Regions from separate parts of the Mus musculus genome. Here regions 2 and 3 are each linked to region 1. A link is a contact called in public HiCAR-type and promoter capture Hi-C data. All regions are on one chromosome and are shown on one strand. Each heading gives the region's core, a stretch centred on a gene start, on an enhancer-like site or on the middle of the called end of the contact. The rest is flanking DNA. Distances are from core to core; before and after follow the strand shown. Region 1 holds the start of Slc4a4 (solute carrier family 4 (anion exchanger), member 4). Region 2 holds the start of Npffr2 (neuropeptide FF receptor 2). Region 3 holds the start of Adamts3 (a disintegrin-like and metallopeptidase (reprolysin type) with thrombospondin type 1 motif, 3).

Evidence for each region. Promoter capture Hi-C pulls out the DNA fragments that hold promoters and counts their contacts. HiCAR-type assays count read pairs that join an accessible place to other places.
Region 2: a contact with region 1 is called in a promoter capture Hi-C map of embryonic stem cells, with 3 times the contacts expected there. The contact joins the promoter of Npffr2 here to the promoter of Slc4a4 in region 1. A contact is called at or near these places in 7 of 39 promoter capture datasets (cranial neural crest, embryonic stem cells, liver and 1 more), 2 of 115 datasets of contacts at active chromatin or transcription factors (both in embryonic stem cells) and 1 of 9 other capture datasets (embryonic stem cells).
Region 3: a HiCAR-type map of astrocytes shows a contact between it and region 1, with 2.1 times the contacts expected there. The contact joins the promoter of Adamts3 here to the promoter of Slc4a4 in region 1. A contact is called at or near these places in 1 of 39 promoter capture datasets (hippocampal neurons) and 1 of 115 datasets of contacts at active chromatin or transcription factors (astrocytes).

The regions. Positions count from the first base shown.
Region 1 is chr5:88,884,900-88,889,231 of GRCm38.p6, reverse strand. It overlaps Slc4a4 (solute carrier family 4 (anion exchanger), member 4), which reads right to left and starts at 1,972. Exons shown (of 27, transcript NM_001359211.1): 1 at 1,908-1,972.
Region 2 is chr5:89,524,332-89,529,040 of GRCm38.p6, reverse strand. It overlaps Npffr2 (neuropeptide FF receptor 2), which reads right to left and starts at 1,612. Exons shown (of 4, transcript NM_133192.3): 1 at 1,505-1,612.
Region 3 is chr5:89,881,714-89,886,370 of GRCm38.p6, reverse strand. It overlaps Adamts3 (a disintegrin-like and metallopeptidase (reprolysin type) with thrombospondin type 1 motif, 3), which reads left to right and starts at 3,037. Exons shown (of 22, transcript NM_001081401.2): 1 at 3,037-3,549. The coding sequence starts at 3,481.

The DNA of each region.
Region 1 (4,332 bases), core at 723-3,222:
TAAAATGATGGCACTTGTTGTCATACACTGCGAGTTCTCTTATGTTGACAAAGTGAACCAAACGGAACACATCAGCAAATTGAGCATACTTCTGGCCACCTGAAAAGTGCACCTGCCTTGCATGTCTTCAAAAATAGTCCTCAACCAGATAATGATACTGACATTTTCATGCTGTAAGACAGAAAGGGATGAGGCTTTCTGCTTTCTCAAATATACCTGGCACTACCAAAATATCCCATTTTCTGTCTCTCACCCCATCCATATATGTGCCCTATACCTCAAGAATTCATAGCAGAAGTTTCCTATCCTACCTAGGTATGGGAGTTTTGTACCATCTCACCTATACCTGGAGATATGGTAAAAACTATTAAATTTCACCATTTAATGTGAGAGATCAGAATCCTGTTTAGATTTAACTTTAAAATGAAAGTAAAAGTTTTTCTCTGCTATGAAAGCTTTACAAAGCAGGCACGCTTCCTTTGAATGAAGTACAAATAGCCCCAGTCTAAGGTACAATAATGACTGGAAAGTATTTCGCTAATGTGACAAACACAAGGACCAGGGTTCTTAGAAACATTTATTTTTAAGTCTTTGAGCCGCTGAGCACAGGACTGGCTGCCAGAGAGAATCTCTTCAAATCACAGTGAGTATAGGCACTAGTGAGCAATACACACTTCCATTCAGATAATATCGCAACCCTAAGTCCCTGATTAAGAAAGGGAAGTTCGATGCAGCGCCTTAAGAAAGAGCCTTTCCAGGATTCGAGACTGTGTTATTGCAGCCCAGCGTCGGGGAGTTCTCACCCAGAGCAAGTCTGTCTAGCACTGAAGTGAAAAGGGAGAGAGAAGTTAAGTGGCAAGGGGAAGAGAAAGGTGCTTTGAGCACTTGAACTTCAGACTGGAAGAACTTGCTGCAGGCAATCTTGCTGAGAAGGTGGGGCCTCTAGGAGTGGAGAAAGGCAAAGCTACACCTTTACAGGGAACCGAGAAGGGCTCTACTTGCTAGAGCCAAGGCAGACATGCTTTCTTGGCGTTTCCCAAGTTGAGGGGTTTTCTTTTCCCCTTTTGTTCTCGGAGAACTTTCCTCTTTGTGGAGCCCGCTGCAGTTAGTTGCTGTCGCTCGGTGGCTGTTCTTAACAGACTGGCAAAGGCTGAGGGCAATGCACTTAAGAAAGGAATCACCTGTCCTTGCCAAGATGCACATGCTGCCCAGTACCTGAGAGAGAGCTCCACGGTCGCCAGCCCACAGAAATCCCAGTTTAACCTCTGACTCCCCCCACCCCCTTGCAAATAAATGTGTGCCGCTTGCAGAGAATCTGCCTGACTCACCCCCGCCTCCGGCGTGCCAGGGAGAGATGCAAGTGCCCGGTCCTGGAGCGGACAGTGAAGTAGGGACCACGGCCTCGATGGCACTATTGCCCCAACCTCCAGAGCTTAAGGATCTGGAGGTGTGTCCCCCCTCAAGCAGGTTCCCAGCCACACCGCGACCACCCGGGCTCAAGGAAACACAGTGTCACTGCTCTTGAGCCCAGCCCGGGCGTCTACTGGCCCCACAGTCGTGGCAACAACGCCCGGTTACGTGCAGGCGGCTATGCAGTAGGGGGAAAACAGAACCACCCAAAGTCGTCATCTGAACGCTTAGACAGAATAAAAAGTACTTTTTCCGCAGCAACAGCAGCGGTGTCCACACTTCTCCGGCGCCCAGCCCAGGGGATGCCTGGCCCGCCACTGACCTCTCTCTCTCTCTCTCTCTCTCTCTCTCTCTCTCTCTCTCTCTCTCTCTCTGCGTCCCTCCCTGGACGCACCGAGGCCGCCCGCGCGCCCTGCGGGACTGCCACCCAGTGCCCACCCCGCGGGCGAGGCATGGGGACGTGGCCGACCCTCCCTGCCACCGCTTGGGCCACTCACCTCCTGGGGTCGGGCTTCCGTCGCTCCTCCAGCTTGGCGACCGAGTGTGAGGCTGCAGCGGCCGCCGCCGCCGCTGCCGCCGCCGCCGCTTTCGCCGCCACCTCGGCCGCCGCCGCCACCTAAGCTCTGCCCCGCGCGCCGCCGGGGCTGGGAGGCGGGGGAGCGCGGGGACCCGGGCGGCGTGGGCTGGGAAGTTGGCGCGGCCGGTCGCAGAGCGCGCGGGGCAGCGGTCGCAACTTTGGCGCCGGGTGGGTGGCTGCGCACTGTGCGTCGGGGAGGCGGCCGAGGGGCGAGGGTGGCCGCGGGAGGGTCGGCCCCGCGGGGAGGGATCGGCGACGCGGAGCAGAGGTGCTGGCCTCGGGGAGGGGACGGCGGCGGCGGGGCGGCTCCGCTCTACTCTGCCTCCCGCAGTTCCCGCGTGTGCGCCCGGCTCTCTGTGTGGCTGCCGGGAACCGACGCTGCAGCCGAGGCCGGGCTCGGGGATGGGCTAGGCGGCCGAAGCTGTGCGGCGAGCGCGAGCCCGCGATCCATATTTAAAGCGGCGAGTGGCCACGGCCGGCCCCCTGCCCTGCCCTCGCTCGCGCCCGCCCGGCCCCCTCGGCTCCCGGCCGCCGCTCCGCGTCAGCCGCCCGAGCTTCGGAGGAGGGGAGGGGCCTCTGGCTGCGCCGCCCTCGCCGGGGGCTCAGCACGCTGCGCCCTCCCGGGGCTGGAGGGGGCATCTGGCCCCCGACCCCGCAGTCTCGCCTTGCCAGGCTTCTCGCAACCAGAGATAGGTTCAACTTTTCACCCAGATGGCCTCAGTCCCCCCACATGGGAAGAACCTGAAGTTGCCTGCCCAGATCATTCCGGATGCTACTCTACAAAACTTGGCGTGTGTTGGTAAAGAAAGTGTTGTCAGCGCCCATATCAAGTCACCAGTCATCTTTTTTGACAAAGAATGTCTGGGGGACACAGGAGTGTCATTGGTGGCTTATGTCTGAATTAAGGAAACACCCTCAGCCATCTAAGCCAGGTTCTTACATTTGCAAAATGATCTTTCATATTTACTATGCTGATGAAACTAATTAAATACCCCCTTGCCAAGCAAATCACAATTATGTCAATAGCCCAGTACGACTGCCGTCAGTCCTTTAAGGTGTGAGCAGTTGCCAGCACAGACACTATCTAATGTTCTGAAAACTCCTGTAGAGTGGCCATTTAATGGGCTTATGCCGCATATCATATGGTGCAAGCATGTCTGTGTTTCCTGTTCATGCATTTTGTATGTGAAAGTCACCGTTGAGCCACCCAAATACATAAGCACGGGAGAAGTCACTTCACATACTAACTCTTGCTTCCAACACTTCTAACATAGGTAATAAGATGCTTGAGAAGGGGGACTTTGGGTGTAGAGGTAAAATAGGTTAATAGTAGAATCACTATTTTTCTTCCTTTCCTTTCCTTTCCTTTCCTTTCCTTTCCTTTCCTTTTCTTCAGTATCTAGAACTAAAGAAGATACATGGTGTCTCCCCTGGGGTTGGAGAAGCAGATACAGAGGTTGTGTTTGGGGAAAGCTGGTGTGTATAAAACCCTTACTCAACACTCAGCAAGCACTGGGAACCACCCCAAGTTGCCTAATGTCTGAAATTAAAATGCACTAATGTCATGTGTTTGGCTGTTGTCATTTCTGGCTTACGTTCATGTTCACACATTCTACAAAACCTACGGCAGCGATAGGGGCAATTGAGAAGTGAAGGTGGAACAAGACATGATCTTTAAATCCCCCCTGAGCAATTATATTTTGTCTCTAGGCTAATGTTTAAAGTAACTGTCACTCCTAAACACACAGCAAGACTCAGCAACCCCAAAGCTCATGAGCAAAAAAAAGAAATCACTTTTGTATTAAGAATTTGCCACTGCTGATCAGCAGTTTTTCATGCTGTGGATTATGTATTTCAACATAGCTGGCAATTTCTCATTATAGTCGTGAACCAGCCATGAATAGTCAGCTTTAGTGACTGTCTGAGAAAGGAAAAGTCCAAGAAACACATTTCCCATGTGCTTGGCTGCAAAATACGTCAAAATGCCCTTCATGCAAATTGATAGGTAACCCCTGGAGGCACCTTATTATCAAGATTGGCAAGAATTTGCCCTGTAAGGGGGTACAGAGCTGGTGAGCAGGGTGGGGGTGGGAGGCGAGAATGAGTACTGTGGAGTGAAATTTGGTATGTGTCTTAAATTAATGAGAAAAGAATTGGCCTTGGCTGACAGCCTGCTAGCCCTGTTATCACTCTCCACTTGGTGTTTGCGATCCCACAATTAAAAAGGCATGTTCCATTTCCTTTCCTATTGATTACTGTCCAGTAATAGAGATTCGTGTGCTTTCCTTGGAAAGGTCATGATTAACTTTTTTTTAACTCTGTGTGTGGTCGGTCACCTTTGCTTT
Region 2 (4,709 bases), core at 363-2,862, 640 kb before region 1:
TTGAGGGGTTTCTTGAGTCCTTAATATTCAATTTCAGGGCAGCTAGAAAAAAAGTCTCTCAAGAGCCATTTTTAATCCCACAATGCTAGAGTTTAAAAAGCAAACACAAACAGAAAAGAAAATAAATCAGCTGTTATCATCAAATTAATATTAAGCATGGAATTGTCCAGGGTATAATCTGCTAAGACTGCTAATACTATTCAATGTTTTCAAACATGCATGACAGTGTTCACCCAAAATCCATTCCACCTCTCAATTAAAGAAGCATGCTACAAAATAAACAATTGCTGGTTTCTGAGGCTTATAGAAACTAAGTTCTTAGTCGGTGTCTGAAATGCAGCTGGAAATCCTTATTGCGACGCAGAGGCATTTGCAAGCTTGCCTCCCCAACCCCACTCCAGAATCCAAGTTCAATAACAACTGCAGCACACTGCAGTAAGTTCTCCAGGCACAAACTGCTTGCTGGCTTAGGGTGAATTTGTGTCTGGTGAATTTGAATCTGTATACTCTACACATTTCAGGTTAATAACACCCAAGTTTTAATAGTAACACGTGCCTTTCAAGATAACGAAGTGTGCAGTGATGGCGATATTTTATTAAATCAGGCATCTGCAACAGTTCTTTTCTTTTCTTTTCTTTTCTTTTTTTTTTTTTTTTTTTTTTTTGGTTTTTTTTTTCGAGACAGGGTTTCTCTGTATAGCCCTGGCTGTCCTGGAACTCACTTTGTAGACCAGGCTGGCCTCGAACTCAGAAATCTACCTGCCTCTGCCTCCTGACTGCTGGGATTAAAGGCGTGCACCATCACGCCTGGCTTGCAACAGTTCTTAAGAGGAAAACTTAAAGTTTGCACGCTGTGGCCACTCAATTGTGCTATTGATAAATCTTATCTTTGAGCATTCTATGGAAATGTTGCAGATTCAGCTGTAACTTATGATGTTATTACTTTTTCCCAACTTATTTTCAATTGGTTCAAGCAAGAAACAAAAATATATCCTTCACAGCTCTTCACACATTGATTTGTTCATCCTTTCTCCTTATCAATTGCAAATGGCTTAGATATGTGCTATAAAGAAAATTCAGATACTCCGCTCAAAGAAATTTGAATATCTTGATTTAAAAGAAACCCTTTCATTGTTCACGTTATATTTAATATTGTTTAAAATGAATGTTTGAAATATCGCCATCCTGGCTGGAGAGAAATGAGAAGTAAATGTATTTTTGTGCCTTGGTTCTAATTACAGGAGAGTGTTTTCCTCTACTTCATTACCAGACCCCTCAAGGTCCCAGGACTGCACTGCACTGCTTGCTGATTTGACACAAAAGAAATCCCATCAATGTCTTCACTTAGCCCCGTGTGTTGTCCTGCGCACATTATAGTTTTCCTGGCGAACCCAGCCACACAAACCAAGCCTGGTCCAGAAAGACCACTGCTAAGCATCATCTTGGTGAAGCAAAGGAACTGCGAAGGACATTTTTGTTAGCATCTCCAAGGAGATCCACTTACCTTCCTAAGGAGATTCAACAAGTTTGCCAGTGTTCACCTGGAGAGAGGTTGGGGAACTTCGAGGATGAGAAAGAACCGCCATTCGCCATCCTAGCCAGGTCCCATCTCTCTGAAGAACTCAGACGCCCAGGGGGAGGGGCGGAGCAGCGCAGGGAAACCCCCAGGATAAACTTTGGCCTGGGACCAGACCAAAGCTCCTGGGATAGTATCCAGAGAGCTCAAGGAGCCTAAAAGGCTCTAGGGAAAGGCCAAGAGTAAAACGGAGAATTCATGTCACGGAGACTAGTGGTGACCCTGAGAAGGGAAATCCCACCCATGCCAAGAGCCCAGGCAGTCTCCCCCGTGCCCTCACCTGTTCCTGGGCAAGGACAGATTCCCAACCCTGTTGAAAGCAGAAGCCAAGCGGAGCCTGAGCAACAGGTTCTGTCTGGTTCGCGGGCTCTGCTCTACCAGGTGACCTAGGTGCGACTGGCTAGCCACTTCCCTCTGCAGCGGGGCTGACGCCGGCGGGCTCTGCACTCTCCGCTCTTGCTGCACTCTCAGAACTGCACTGGTCGGTCAGCTGCTGGTTAGTCACAGCGCAGCTACTCTCAGCCTGCTTAGGGGCGGCTGGGTAGCTTGTGAATTCAGAATCTCTGCGCTGCAAAAGAAGGGAAGCTGCTCTGATTACTGCCTCCTGGGAAGGCTTGCCTTGTTTAATCCTCTAGGTGTCTGTTTCTTTTTGCTGCAAAAAGACAACTGGTGATAATCTTAGTAGGTTCTTTAAGAACTAAACGGATAGCCACCCTTAAGTATGCCAGAATGGTCGTGGTACATATTAATCATTCGTTGATTTTTGTTAAGTTCTCATAACAGCGAGAATTCCATTTTAGATTACAAATGAATCCTCACCTCCACTGCTCTCTTTGTCCTCGTAGCTTGAAAGACCTCACTGAGGTTCTGGAAGTGTGGATTCTCATAGCCACCAATAGGGACAAGGAGAGCCCTGCGGTGACGCTAACACAATTTCTTCGAAGTTGCAAATGACTAAGAGAAGTCACGCTTAAAATAGGATGTATTAATTCAGAGATTCACAGGGTGAATGAAAAAGTTAAAGACTCTTTCAAGGAGTGGCAAGGGTACGATCAAGGGGATCAAGGGGATCAAGGATGCGAGTCTGGTCCGGGTAAGACACTAACAGCTATGAGAAGCCATAGGGAATTCTCCATCCACAAAGCACCACGGCTTTTGTGCAAGATCATGGGGGTGGCGTTTCAATCACACTAGAGGCTGCCAGTAAAGGAATACTTGGTTGGGGAGTAATAGTCTTCTCTCTCTCTCTCTCTCTCTCTCTCTCTCTCTCTCTCTCTCTCTCTCTCTCTCCAGTCCTCCCTTCCTCCCTCCCTCTTTGCCCCCCCATCGCTCTCTCTTTGCATGCCCTGTGTGTATTTCTGTGTATGTGTGTGTGTGTGTATTTCTGTGTGTGTGTTTCTCTTTCTCTCTCTCTCTCTCTCTCTCTCTCTCTCTCTCTCTCTCTCTCTCTCTCTCTGTGTGTGTGTGTGTGTGTGTGTGTGTGTGTGTTTACATCCCAATTGTGAGTAAATTGAGAGTCCAGGTAGAAATAAGTAAGACTTTACAAGTTCAAGATCAGGGTCTGAGAGAATTTAAAAGCTTTTGGAGGAACTGGCAGCTATACCAGGACTAAAAGGCAGATAGATAGCTGAGAGGAGGCAGGTCTCTGGAGAGTTAACATCGAAAAGGAATGAAACTGGGAGAGATGATTTGTCAGTCTGAGCATGCTGAGATATAAAAGCTGATAAACTGGAAGAAAAGGTGGGCCATTCCACACAAATCCCTGTACTGCCAAAAACTGAAGCTCCCCCAAAGTGAACCGCACCAACAACCAGGTTTTGATAAGACTGTGAGCAATGTTTAGCTTCCAGGAATTTCATTTCAAACTGTAAAAACTGTCCACCATACATAATAATCAGATCAGCAGTGAGTCAGCTTGTGTATTTTATACAGCAACGCAGTACAAGATGTGCCCCAGGAACCCCCACTGGAAACCATAGAGCATGTCGGAGAAGCAGGCGGGTCTGTGATGGAAACATCCCTGGCTGTGCCATCCTATGCACCCCACTGGCCACTTTAGCCACTTTGCCTCCCCATCTCCAGGGCTTCCAGCTTTGCTTCTAGCCTCTCCCCTTGTCCCTCAGTAAGCGCAGTCTATTCTGTGGTTCATGGTTCCTTACCTCACTCCCTTGTCGAATATTCACCTGCTCCAGCCAACAGTTTGACCCTCTAAGGAACGATCCTGTGGGGATGATCGCTTAGCTCGATTGTTGATAAATGCAATGGGCATTTTTCACGTCAGGCTTTCTTAGCCAGTTTGATTTTCACTCTGAATCTCTGAAAACTCCATTTCTATCCTTTGGCTTTTTTTTTTTTCCTGTTTCCTTCATGACCTTTTTGTAATCCAAAAGCTCCTTTACAGCCCGGTGGGGTGCCAGGCTTGCTTCTCTCTCTCCTAATTCTATACTAACTTTCTGACCATTCTCATCGTATCAGTAGCCTCCAGTAAGCATATGAAAGCATGCCCAGATCTCACCACCGTACCTCTCTGTAAAGGACATCTACTCTGCACAAGGGTCTCTTTCTTGACATGGCCAATGTCTAGCTCAACATCACCCCAAATTCAGCACATGTAAACACCAGCTCGCAGCCCTCACAAAGCTCATTCAGCAGCTCTTTCATGATCTTACTATCTGCTCTGCTCAGTGCTAGGTTAATTATGGTGAGACCTAAGACACCAAATGAGAGCATAATGTAGGCTCTACAACCGGCACTAACAATGGAAGAGAAAGAAGCAGGACAAGGAGGAACTCAGTCTTTGACAGCTTCTCTGGTTCTGCCTGGACCTTCCACTTTCAGGGGGGAAGCCCAGTGTTTAGAAATGGTGCCCATGTCTATTTAATAAAGACATTTTGATCAATAAGGGACTATAAGCCATCTGAGTACAATGGAACTGAAAATGTCACATTGTTTGATTTCTCTTCCATTGTGACAACACAGTATATTACTGATAGGCCTGTGGTAGAGCTGGTATAAATAAATCCACTGTGCGGCCAGTCTCTTAAATAGTGCACACAATTACATATAGCACAAGAAATTGGCAAAATGGACACTTATGTTCCTGGTTTATGTATTAACTATCATATCATATTGC
Region 3 (4,657 bases), core at 1,788-4,287, 1.0 Mb before region 1:
ACATACATGGGGCCCCTGCACATATGCAGCAGATGTGCAGCTTGGTCTTCATGCGGGTCTCCCAATAACTGAAGTGGGGGTAGGTGAGGGACTATCCCAAAAGCTGTTGCCTGTGTGTGGGATATGTTCTTCTAGCTGGCCTGCCTTGACTGGCCTCAGTGGAAAAGGCTGCGCCTAGCCTCACAGAGATTTGATGTGTCAGGATGTGTATGTGGGGAATGCCCAGGGGAGGCCCCAACAACTCAGAGGAGAAAAGAAGGGGGCTTGGGGAGAAGAATGTGGGAGCAGATGTCTGGGAATGGGGCAGTGGGCAGATGTAAAGTGAATAAGTAGCAACAACAACAACAACAAAAAAAACCACAACAAGCAAACAAACAAAAAACAGGTGTCAAAAAAATCTCAAGACCCAAAATATAACTTCATACTAGTCAGGGTAAGTAGGCTACTCTTTTACTTGGATGTGTTTAGAGTCTAGTAAAGTATTCTGCACCCCTCATTGGATGGAAATTATGCTAGATATTGGTGAAACATATTGAAATTATTTATAAATGAGAGACATATTTTGAAAGAAACCGTACCTCCAAGTGCTTAGTAGTTTTGTGTTTTAAATATATGGTCTCCTGTACACAATGCTCTTATCTGCCTGGACGGGAGAATGTGTGAGAGCCAATATTATAGCTACAGCTGAGGCCTATGAAGGGGAGAGGGCTCATTCCAGGCAGGCTGGAAGGGTCAATTTGTGACAAAAATTTACTAACTCCAGTAAACTATTTGCAGGAATGCCCTCATGTTACCTAAATATAAATGTAAGACCTTACCATGTTCTAAATAATGTGCTAGGCAGTTTACAGTAAAGTCATGTGATTTTTATGATGTCCCTAGGAAGTGGGGAATAAAAAAAATCATTTTCTTTTTATGCTTATTTCACAAACTTTAGTTGACTGGTAGATTTGTAAAACACACACACACACACACGCACACACACACACACACACACACACACACACACACACACAAAACAAACCAGGGAATAGTTTGTGAAGCCCTACCTTGGATTATGTTGGGAGAATCTTGTTAATCAGAGCTCACCTTTGAATCAGATAAACAAAGATCTTCTGGCATGTGCTTAAATCAGAGTTTGTCAGAGTGAAGGTCCTGAATGACTCAGGAGTTGGGAAATCGAGGGAGTCCAAACAGAACTTAGAGAAAAGGAAAAAGGAACAGACAGAAAACACCAGAGTTGTTCTAGGCAGGGCAGGCAAAACCAAATAATGGAATTCCAAATGATCGACACTAACAACACACACACACACACACACACACACACACACACACACACACACACACACACACACGGAGTTAAGGCCAAACGGTCTGAAGCATATTTTCCTGAAAGTTCCCTGAATTGCTTGTTGTACAAAAAAAGCATTCAGTGACAGACAACAAACACCACTCTAGAGGCAAGAGCAATACATTATTTGTCAACACTTGAGGTCAGAGAGCTTTAGAAAAAGCTCTCAAACAGAAATACCTAAAATGGGAAGAAATAAAAATGGCGTTCCAGGACCTGCCAAAGTTAGATAGCTGTTGGGAAGGGAGGGTCCTAGAACCCAGGTCTGTTTGTCCTCCATTGTCCTTTGACCTGCCTGTATACAATGGTCAAGTTTTTAAGTTATGCCACGCTGAGGCGTATTTGCTTTAAAGGTTAGGAAGTTCATGCCTAGACCTCAAGTCGAGGACAGCCCACGATGCTGCAGGTTGCAGTTGAAGGGAAAAGTCAATTTAGAGGTCCTTCAGTCCTGAGGGTCTAATCCTATTTCTAAGCAATAATTAACTAATTAACCTAATATACTCTGTTGCTAGATGAGGGCACTTCCTATACGTTCCTGTAAATGTCCTCCGTATAGAATTTCGACAAGACAGAGGCAACACAGCAATGAGCGTAGTGCAATGTATAAACCAGATGATGGCCTTTCCTTTAGCTCTCTAGGAATAAACAATTTATGAAGTCATATAACAAAATTCAAAACTAACCACACCTTGACAGGATTGCCCCAACAAGACCTGACTCCACTTCCCTATCTCTGGGTGAAGTTTCGAAAATCCCACCTCAATGTGAGCCTCATTAATCTCTGGTCTGATCTTGGGTGAGGGTGGTCCTCCAGGATAGGAGAACTCCCTCCTCACCTCCCCCCACCCCAACCCCCAGGCCACCCTGGTCTACCCCAGGGAGGTAGGTCTGGGATTCCAGCAACTCCCAGGTCGCTGTCTTTTAATCCCAGAAAACTGCAAACCGCAGAAGCCACTAGATAACTTAATCTGGGTGTAAGCAAGAGACCCCGAGGCCTGTGTACTCTAGTGATAAACGGAAACATCCGGTTGAGTCAAGAAAGGGAACGCGGTATCTTTGAAAACTAATATAAACGAATAAAGCATAAACAAGAGCTTTGCTGAGAGAGGCCCCCCGCTTTCCCGGGCCCATACAAGCCTGGGAGGGGACGAGTGTCTGAAGGGGAAAATCCCCCACGTCCTTGGGTCCTTGGGATTCTCTCAGGAGACTTTACTCTGCCTGGGTGGGGTGGGGTGGGGGGTGGGGATGAGATTGGCTGGAGGAGGTGATTTCATCCAGCCCAGGTCTGGTGAGCGGACCCTCCCCCTCCCTCCTCCAGTCGGGCTGGGAGGCGCGCCTGGGACCCTCCCCGCCCCTCGTCCCATCACGGAGACCAAGGGGATGCGGGGTCCAGGCGGCGCTTTCGCAGCCCCTGGGACGGTGCGAGTTCTGACCCTACGCCGGGGGGCGCGGGCCCCGGGTGACGTGGGCGCGCGGCGGGAGGGGCCGTCCGGAGGAGGGAGGGGGTGACACGGTCGCCTTTTTAGCGCCCGGCGGGTCGCGGGCAGAGAGCAGACGCCCGGGGCCCGCAAGCAACCGGAGCGGGCGAGCGGCCCACTCCTCCCTCCTCCTAGGCGGCCGCCTCCTCCCCTCGTCCTCCCGCCCCCACTGCGTGTGCGGCGGAGGATCCAGGGCTCGCGCTGCCTCTTTCTCCCGCTCGCTGGGCTCCGGCTCCCACTTCTCCCCGCCGCTGCGCTCCCGGGACCCGAGCCGTCTCCGTGCTTAGCCTAGGCGGCCCACGGTGCTCCGAGAGCCTCGCAAAAGCAGCTCCGGGGTAGAGAGTGGGACGCCCCGGTCCCTTCCCCCGCTCGGGTCAGCCTCTGCCCGGCTCGCAGCACCTCTGGCTCCCTCACTGTCGGCTTGGGAGGACAGGGTGAGAAGGTGAAGTGGAAAGGACCGACAGGGCACGGGGCCAGGCGCACAGCTCACGTTGCCTTTTCATTGAGCAAAGCCCAAGATAATTTTTTAAAAGCTCTGCACGCCCCCCACTCCTTCCATTTTCTTTGCGCTTTTAAAGGAAACTTATTTTGGGGTGCTTTGCGCTGGGGTAGCTGCTTTGCCCAGTAGTTGCGAAGTACACTCGACTCGTGATGGTGTTCCTGTCACTTTGGTTGATAGCAGCCTCTCTGGTAGAGGTTAGGACATCAGCTGATGGACAAGTAAGTGGAAAATAATAATAAAAAAAACTCAAACCCAACCTTTTCCCGACAGAGTTCCTCCCCTCCGTCCCTTTCACTCTCCCTTCCTCCCCTCCTGCCACCCTTCTGGGGCATCTTCTGCGTTCCGAGGCGGCGCGTGGAGGGCTGGGCGCTGCGCGGGGCTGGGGCCTGGGGGGCTCACTGCACCGGAGGTTGGACAGCCATCCCCCGGGAGCCTAGGTTCATCACACTTGGGGATCCCCTAGCCCGCGGCGACCAGGAGCGAACCAGGTGTGAGACTGCAGTCAGATCTCATCCTAGCGGGGCTATCAGGCTGTCCCCCCCTTTCGCGAGGGCGTTTCGGGCGCTCTGGCGAAGTTAGGGTTGTGGATCCCGGAGCCCACAGGCTCTCCCTCTTCCTGACTCCCTGCTCCTGCGGGCGGCCAGGGATAAGAGGTTTCAAGAAGTCGCCAGGCAGGACCCGGAGCTACCCAGCAGACACGTGTCCTGGGAGGACTGGGGCTGGGCTGCAGTTTGACAGTTGGGGAGGGCCTGGGACGTTTCCTGCCCTCGCCTTTTCCGCGGGCAGCCAGAGCTGGAGGCGTCTGCCGCCTCTTCCCCTCCCCCTCTGCAGAACTCCTCCTCTTTTTAAAGCTAAATTGAGTGCAGCTCTGGTGCCTTTCGGCCCTGCCCCCACCCTGTGGAGACTCAAGGTGAAGCTGACGTTCTCAGAAGGGCCCTTGAAGGAGGCTCAGGCTGGGGAGCCTTTTGTAATAAATCACACCCACACTGGAGCGGTGGGCTCTCAGTGCATGCTTTTTCTGTGAGTTTTTGTAGCCTCTCTGGTTTGCTTGGTCTGACCACGGGACTTTAAGACTGGGGCATTTCTCTAGTTGATTCTTAGGATTCAGGCCACTTCTCACCTGGTGAAATGTAGACTACGCCCCCAGCCCCCCCCCCCCCTTCCTGATTCGTGTGACTTAGTATTGGAGTTTTCCAAAGAGGCCATTGAGGGTCACTATTTTACTCTCTTCACAGATACTAAAATTAAAGCTGGCCAACAAGTCCCTCTCTCACATAGTCATAGAATTGGCTCATGTTCCTGTCACAAGAGCCTTCTAGGAACAAC